Regions from separate parts of the Ovis aries genome. Here region 1 is linked to region 2. The links are chromatin contacts, called in public Hi-C maps. All regions are on one chromosome and are shown on one strand. Each heading gives the region's core, a stretch centred on a gene start, on an enhancer-like site or on the middle of the called end of the contact. The rest is flanking DNA. Distances are from core to core; before and after follow the strand shown.

The links. Hi-C and Micro-C count contacts between places; a contact is called where the count stands out from the background.
Region 1: a contact with region 2 is called in a Hi-C map of blood, with 2.1 times the contacts expected there. The contact joins the promoter of L3MBTL2 here to the promoter of RBX1 in region 2. A contact is called at or near these places in 5 of 16 Hi-C or Micro-C datasets (blood, hypothalamus, liver and 2 more).

Annotation. Positions count from the first base shown.
Region 1 is chr3:218,192,233-218,196,557 of ARS-UI_Ramb_v3.0, forward strand. L3MBTL2 (L3MBTL histone methyl-lysine binding protein 2) reads left to right here and starts at 2,436. Exons shown (of 16, transcript XM_060413582.1): 1 at 2,436-2,526. The coding sequence starts at 2,503. LOC121819233 (a long non-coding RNA gene) reads right to left here and starts at 2,476. Exons shown (of 3, transcript XR_006059484.1): 1 at 2,378-2,476.
Region 2 is chr3:217,980,976-217,985,245 of ARS-UI_Ramb_v3.0, forward strand. RBX1 (ring-box 1) reads left to right here and starts at 2,098. Exons shown (of 4, transcript XM_060413580.1): 1 at 2,098-2,188; 2 at 4,027-4,105. The coding sequence starts at 2,111. It overlaps LOC132659503 (a long non-coding RNA gene), which reads right to left. Exons shown (of 2, transcript XR_009600037.1): 2 at 1-2,838.

The DNA of each region.
Region 1 (4,325 bases), core at 1,186-3,685, 210 kb after region 2:
GGCTCAGTGATTAAGAAGACTCCTTCCAACGTGAGGGATGCAGGTTCGCTCCCTAGTTGGGGAATTGAGATCCCACATGCCACAGAGCAACTAAGCCAGTGCACCCGAACTACCGAACCTGTGCACTCTGGAGCCCATGTACCACAGTTACAGAGTCCATGTGCCGCAACGAAAGACCCCGCATGCTGCAACTAAAACCGAGTGCAGCCAAATAATTTTTTTTTTTAATTTCAGGGTTTATATTTCTAACTCAGGACTCTCTGGTGAACTCCACTACCTTCTTGCCCTCTTGGAGGCATATCAGGCTAAGCAGAACTCCTAATTCCCTCTATTCAACCATCCAAACTCACTTATTCCTTGTACAGTTTTTACCCACTACAGAACATGGTCAACCCATCTGACACATTTACCCAGTCATTCTGGATTCCACCGTCTTCCAAACCTACTCCATACAATTAATTACTGCCTCCAAAATACTTCTCAAATTCTTCTACTTTTCTGCACGTCCTCTAAGTCTGCCCTGGTCCAAGTCACCAGCATCCCTCCCCTGGATCAGCACAGGAGCCTTCTAAGTGGTCCCCCTGCTGCTCCCTTGATCTACCTCCAACACACTTTCCATGCAGCATCTAGAGAGTGAGCTCTTAAAACAAAATCTAAACAATCTACTTATTTCCTTAAAAATCTTTACAGGTTTGTGGTTACATTTTTCTGCCAACTAGGGCCCTTTACCTCCTCCTCTAAATTCTTTGTCTGGGAACTTCCCTGATTGTCTATTGGCTCAGACCCCACAATCTCAATACAGGGGGCCCAGGATTGATCCCTAGTTCAGGAACTAGATCCCACATGCCACAGTTAAGAACTCAAATGCCTCAACTAAAGCTCCTTCATGCCACAACTAAAGATCCCCCATACCACAATTTAGACCTGGTGTAGTCAAATAAAAAAATACATAATTTTTAAAAATATAGGATACCTTTTGGTGGCAGAAGAACCAACAGTACTCGTGGACAGCATGGGTATGTGGTTGGAGGTAGAAAGTCTTGAAGAAAGCAAATAAATTAAGAAAGACTTTCACATGTATCTAGTGGACCTCAAATTTAGAAATATATTTAACACATGTCAAGGCCTACTTATTATATTTAGATTCTCAATTAAGAGTATAGTATAGCATAGGCAAAGAATTTGGAATAAATCTTGAATTCCAATCAAATGTGATCTTAGAAAGTGTCTAAACCCAAAGGGCCACTGTTTCCTCATTTGTGAAACAGTGACTGATTGTCCCTGATTTAAGATGTTTGTAAAGCTCCATGATAGAATTTCCTTGATGGCTCAGTGGTAAAGAATCGCCTGCCAATGCAAGAAACAGGGTTCTGATCCCTGGTCCGGGAAGATCCCACGTGCTGTGGAGCAATTAAGCCTGTGTGCCACAACTAATGACCTTGTGTCCTAGAGCTGGTACTCTGCACCAGAGAAGCCACGGCAATAAGAAGCCCACGAATTGCAAGGAAGAGTGGCCCCCACCTTACCCCCACCTCTCTGCAACTGAAGTCCACACAGCAAGGAAGACCCAGCACAGACAAATAAATGAATATATATTTTTTTAAAGCTCTACTACAGCACCTAGAACTGTGAGTAAGGACGGTTGTGGGTCCTTAAAGACCGTTGTGGGTCCCAAAAGAATGAGGCAGAGAGCCTCATATCTGAGGTTTATTTCAGGAGATGGTGATGCAAGGTAGAGTGTTGCAGAATTTTAAGCATGTGGGACATTTATACCATTGGACCTAAGAGTGAGTATTCCAGTTTCTGCCTAAACAGGGAACAGTCTCTCTGCTAGGCATCCCCGCACTAGGGCACGTTTAATTTCTCATCAGGGAAAGGGCGAGGTTTTTCCTGGAGGGTGCCTGAACAGTACTTTCTTACGTGAAGTCACTCAGTCGTGTCTGACTCTTTGCGACCCCATGGACTGTAGCATACCAGGCTCCTCCCTCCATGGGATTCTCCAGGCAAGAGTACTGGAGTGGGTTGCCATTTTCCTTCTCTAGGGGATCTGCCCGACCCAGGGATCGAACCCTGGTCTCCTGCATTCCAAGGCAGACGCTTTAACCTTTGAGCCACCAGGGAAGGTTGCTAGTACCTTCTTAGGTACTCAATAATTGTTTAATGAAGAACGGAGTCGGTGTGATAGCAAGAGGTTACCGTGGAGAAACAAGAACTATCCTCCCGGGTCAGGCAGGTCTGGGGCGGGGAAATTTTCACGGCGCCACAGCAACGACCCCCTCCACGCGCAGCCCAAAGGAAACTACAAGTCCCATAAGCACCCGCGGCTTCCCCGCCTCCAGGGGAGGCGGGGCTCAGGCCAGCGCGGAACCGGCTTTACCTCTTTCCTGCAGCGTGATTGGCCTTCGGCCCTGGGAGGCGGCCAATGAGTAAGCTCCGGGAGAGCGGCGAGGCCAATATGGCTTCCTGCACCTGGTGACGGTTGAAGAAACTGTGTTAGGTCTCATGGAGAAGCCCCGGGGCGTCGAGGTGAGAGGGAGAGGACTTCTCGGAAAGGGAACCCCGAGAGCCTCGCTCGGTGGGCCTTTGAGCGACGCCTGGAGGGTGGAGGATGGAAGAATGGATAAACAGGTAGTTAGGCTGAGCAAGGCCAGAGGCGATTGGCATCGCCTTTTGCTCCCGTTCTCCTGGGTCCGAGTGAGGTTGAGGGAAGAACAGCTTCACTGGCCTGGGGGAAGAGGAACTGGGTTCAGGATATGAGAGCTCCTGAATCTTCCTTCTCCCCCTTGTCTCATGGTGGCCTCTTTAGGGACTGTGAGGCCTGTCACATCCTGGTGGGAAGTAAAGGAAGATTAAAGTTTAATAAACACTCCGTATCTGGAGCGTTCTCGTGCGTTATCCCACAGTAACAAGTCCTGTGTTATTGTCTGTTTTTTATGGATCATGCACCTGAGGCTTGGAGAGGGTAGTGCCACTCCCCAGGAGGGCCACGCAGCTGTAAAGTGAAGGAGATGGGCACTAAGTCTGTCAGGTTCCAAAACTCTCCCTGTTTTGCTTTTCCCATTCTTCCCACCACCTGCAACCCATATATCCTTTCATCATTTGGCTTCTGGTTACCTTATATTTGAATGTCCTTTCTGGCACATTTGCATATGTAGTGTAAATATAAAGTGGAATCGCTCACAAACTCTCCGAGAGTCAAGAAGAATCATCATCAGTGTAGAGTGTGAATGATAACTCCCAGTTTCAGAGCTGTCACTGACTGCTGGGAACAGAACTAGGCTTTACATAGCGCCTGGGTGCGCACAGCAGCACTCTAAAGAAGGCTTGTTACAGCCATTGTACTGATGGAGAAACCGAGAGCCCTAAGTAGGAGAGCCCGGATTCCAGCTCCGGCATATCCGATTTGAGTGCCTGTGCTTTTAACCAGTAATGATCACCAGCATTTATTGAGCACTTGCTGTTTGCATGTCACTATTCTGAGTGCCTTTCCCATAGTAACCCTTACTTCTCCCCCAAAGCCTATGAAATAGGTGGAATTGTCCTCATTTACAGATGGGGAAACCGAGGCACTGAGATTGAACTGCTGCAGGTCATATAGTAGGGATGGTTTTGGAGTCTTGGCCTAGAGCCCAAACGCTTCACACCTTTTCTGCTACATGCCACGTAGATTCATATAGAATACCTCATTTCACATTGCACATCTTTTGAACCAATTTTTTTTGTTGTTGTTTTATAGATGAGAAAAATGAGACCCAGACAGGTTAAATAACTTGCCCAAGGACCCACAGCTAGTTAGGATCAAGGCTAGGTCCAAAGCTAGGTATGTCCCACAGTGCTAGTATGTCATTTGCCTCAAATCCTCTTTAGGGCAGTCTGGGCCCCAAATTAACTTTCGTCTGACTTAAATTGTTTTTGAGTTGAAATTACTTTGGTGTATACCTGCTGAAGGGGGAAGAATGAGTTTCTGGAATACATCTTTTCCAGAATGTCTTCACGAAGCACCATGCTTAGTATATTTTCACATCACTCTGTTCTGTGTGAATTGTGGTAAAATGTCGTCATGTATAAATCCGCAGAGGACCCTGGTGAATTCCTAATACATGTTTCTGTCTGGCTAAGGTATTCTTTTGACTTGCAGTTGAGAAAGGTATAAACAAGAGTAATGATCCTGGTGTTTACGAAAGGGGTGTTTGATTGTACCTGCCGCTCGGCCCAGAAGCGTTGACTTGACCAGGACCTGGAAAGGGAGTTGATAGCAGACCTGCAGTTTCCCTTGTCTTACAGTAAGCCAACCACGATTGCTCCTGCCTGCTTTGTGTCATCCT
Region 2 (4,270 bases), core at 848-3,347:
AAGATCCCACAACCTGCACAGGGCAGTCAAAAATAAAGAGAATAATAAAATATTCCTTCTCCTGGCCAGACACACAGAAGCAATAAATCTAATAAATGAGTAAACAAACAAAAAGTGAGAAGGTACATGTACCATTAAAGGGAAAAGTTCAGTAAAATGAACCGGAAGCATATCATACAGGGTCTTTTAGGCCCTTGCAAGGAATTCAGCTGAAATGTTACTCCTCATAGGGGCCTTATCTAATCGCCTGTTTTAATATTGCCTCCATCTCCCCTCAGTCTCATGACTTTTTTTGACTTATTGATACCTGCGATTTTCTGATATGTTTGTTGACTTGTATATTATTTCCCTATGAGGTGTTTGACTCTGCATCACTGTATCTCTCCCATTTACAACAAGACTCAGTACACATTCAATGAGTTTGTTGAATGAAGATACTGCTAACTCACTTCAGTCGTGTCTGACTCTGTGACCCCATAGACGGCAGCCCACCAGGCTCCCCTATCCCTGGGATTCTCCAGGCAAGAACACTGAAGTGGGTTGCCATTTCCTTCTCCAATGCATGAAAGTGAAAAGTGAAAGTGAAGTCGCTCAGTAGTGTCGGACCCTCAGCGACCCCATGGACTGCAGACTTCTAGGCTCCTCCATCCATAGGGTTTTCCTGGCAAGAGTCCTGGAGTGGGGTGCCATTGCCTTCATATGCCCTCAGTATTTTAATTTACTCTGGTTTTCCAATACTCCGGCAAGAAAACAAATAACTGAATTCCTAAAATGGAATCATTAATTTAAAAAAACTTGCTTTGTAAGGTTTCCTCTCACACAAATTTTCTATATTCTAGTCTGGTTAAAGCTGTGGTGGTGTTTCCACAGATTTGTTGTTCTTTACGATTGAGACAAGGAAACAAATCCTATTTCTTCTGGTTTAACAGTGGAGTCAACACAATCCATCACTCTTCAATTTTCTTTTAAGAGAAAACATGAGATTTCAAAAAAGTCTACACAAGATTTAAGAGTGATCGAGCAGAGTCATACCTCTGCAGGATTAGAGATGAAAAAGTGGAGCCTCGTCTAGAGATGGGAAGGTGACAGAAAGTACAGGTGCTTTTGCGGTTAAGGAATGATCAGTAAGAATAAGTGGCAAATACCTCACACAAATACTTCAAAAAGCGCAGCGACTTCAAATGCGAGGATAGCGCAACTAGAGGAAAGAGGGCCGAAATTAAGGAGAAAGATGAGCACTCGTTGAGGAATGGGAAGAGTGTGCTCAAGCGAGAGAAGATGAAATCGTGCACTTGAACCACAGACCCTTCCAGGGCGGACTGGTATATTTGGGGTAGGCTGGGGCCGGCACTTCCCAGGCTCCTAAGCCTCCTCCGTCCCCCTCTTTCAGGTGGGCAGGTGAAGGCAGGGCTGGAGAATGCCTGTTCAGTTCAGTCCTGGGGAGGACACTGGGCAGGAGGGGGAGACCATCTTCCCGCTGAATCCTGAGGATTTCCCGAATTGGAATCAGGAACTCGAACGGCCTTTCAGGGAGGGTAAGCACCTCCGCCGGGTTCAGAGCCGATCTGTATCTGGAAAGCCCAGTGTGAGGTTTCAGGTTTGGCGGCAGCAGGAGGCGGGACGCCCACCCTAGCTCCTTCCCCGGAAGAACGCGACGAGGACCGGCGGGCAGCGGGGGTTGCGCGGCGCCGGGGAACGAGAGGCGGAGCCGGTGCTGCAGGTCGCGGTGCAGGCGAAGGAAGCAGCCGCCGCCCCAGCTGAGAGTGTGGCTGGGGGCTTCCAGGGGGAAGGGCAACAAGAGCGGGTCCTTTCGAACGTCTCCACCCGGCTCGCTCGCGTCGGCCGGCCCCGCCCCGCCCCGCCCCGCCAGAGCCACTCCGGCCTCCGCCTCCTCCCGGGCAACGCGGGGTAGGTGTGTGAGGAGGGGTAGAGTGGGGGGAAAACTAGCGCCAGCGCCTTTAAGGGGCGTGGCTACACGCTCCGCCCCTACCTGCCCCTAGCGCGCCAGTAAGGGGTGGGGTGAGGGAGGAGGTGCCAGGGTGGGAGGGGAAGCGAGGCGTGCGCTGGCGCGCAGGCGCAGTAGCCGGCCGACAGACTGTGTATTTCCAAAATGGCGGCAGCGATGGATGTGGATACCCCGAGCGGCACCAACAGCGGCGCGGGCAAGAAGCGCTTTGAAGTGAAAAAGGTTGGGTCTCGCCAGCGCCTTCCTCGGGGAAGCTAGAGAGACGCGGATCTGGCTGGCAGGCCCGAGGATGACCGAAGCGCGGAGGAAAGAGCTTCATTTCAGGGCGTTCCTGGGACAGGGTACCAGGAAAGGAAGCCGGGGGGCGGGCCTTAGGATTGATCGGCGTGGCTGCGGCCCACTGTCCGGGGCGGTGTTGGTTTCGTTCAGAGGCTGAGGGGCCAATCACGGAAGTGCTTATTGAGATAGTGCGGTTACGACTTGACTGCAGGAGCCAAGCGCCTGAGCTGTCACTGGAGTGGCGGAGGGGTGGGGAAAGAGCGGGTGGGGTGGGTGGAAGCGGGGAGTCGGAGCCTTACGGCGGGTGGAGGATGGGGGCAGTGCGGCGAAAGCCGGGAACCTGAGGTCCTACCGCATTGGAGGCCTCTGAGGACCCGGGCTGGACATCTCCGTGTCTTGCCCCTGTCTGAAACTGGGAGTCTCTCTGACGGACCACGACCTGGTTTTCGCCTAACCGAGGCCTCCATTAGCCCTCTCCGGTCCTCGCCCCTGCCAAGTTAAAAGTGTCTCGAGTGTAACTCTTGGCTCTTCTGAGAGGTCTGTAGGTTTGTCACAAAGCTGCCCCGAGTCCTGCGGTCATATCCAGAAACCCCCTGTCCAAAAAAACAAAGCATGGTGGAATTTGTTAAAATGTGAGGTCAAACCTTGTGTCATTTAGCGAGAGTTGAGTACTAGTTGCGAACGACCTGGTAGAAATGGAAAAGCAGAAATGTGTGGAACGTGTCTATTTGCATGAAATGCCTTAACGGTTGTTTGCAACTATACAGTTTGGGAGAAAAGTGCCGATTCCCAACTAAGGTAAAACAAATGTACAAAATGAAGACTCTGAAATAGAGAAGATGTTCTAGACCCTGGCAGTATTCCCCCTCCTGGTGCTTTTTGTCGTTTCATTGTGGGCACTGCATGCTCAGGTACGGCCAGCAGCCATATTGAAGAATAGAAGTAGGGTTTTTTTTTTTTCCTCCAAGTTGAAGCTGTCGTGTGAAAAGTACTGAAGAAGTTACCAGACACTGAGAACTAGGCTAGAAAGAGATGAAAGTTTAGGAAGTGGCACCAGATTCGTGGATGAAAAGGAGTTTCAAAATATTTATAATTGCAGAAGTCAGAAGGTTGAGTTACTTAAATGCTACTTTTAGATAAACTCTTGCGGAAATTAAATATAACAGTCTAAGCAGATAGGAAACAAAATTCTAAAGTTTATTATGCAATTATCTTGTAAGATTTAAGAGATGACCTTGGTGTGTACTGACACTGGGTGATTGGTTATCCGCTTATCCCATGATTACCCGTTTTATGATCCAATCATCATCTTAGTTCATTCTGTTCCTTGCTTTCCCTATTCCTGCTTCCAGAGTTGCCTTTGAAGAGCAGATACTCATTTATGCAGAAATTGAGCTCTCTTGCAACTGGCAGTTTGCAGGAGAGCCTGTGCAGTAATTCACGTTTGTGATTATTAGACCTAAACCAGACACTTATACCTTATTCCTGATTTGTTTGCATTGACATGGCCACCTAAACTGTAGGTAAAAATTAAAAGATGACCTTCATTTCTGTGTTCATTTACTCGACTGTTGGGAGAATGGGTGTGCATAGTGTAGCTCTTGCTCTCTGAAATAATAAATGAGAGTAATGTACTATCCAGCAGCTCTTTTGTTTAGTGGTCCTTGTAGCCAAAAGGATGATAAGTGCAGCATGAAATCCTAGAGTGTGTCTGTGGTTTATGTGTTGTGTGTCCTTGTTACGAGGAGTGGAGTGCATTGTTCCCTGTTTTCTCTTTGCAGTGGAATGCAGTAGCCCTCTGGGCCTGGGATATTGTGGTTGATAACTGTGCCATCTGCAGGAACCACATTATGGATCTTTGTAAGTAATTGAAGGAGGATGGGGGAAGGTTGAGAAGGTTACAGAGATTGGGGCTATCCTGATGTGACCAGTTTTCTTCTTCACAAAGAATTATAGTCAGAGCATTTGGGGCCTTCTACATCTCATTTCAAATAAAGTAGCTTTTTATGATATCCTGCAGGCATA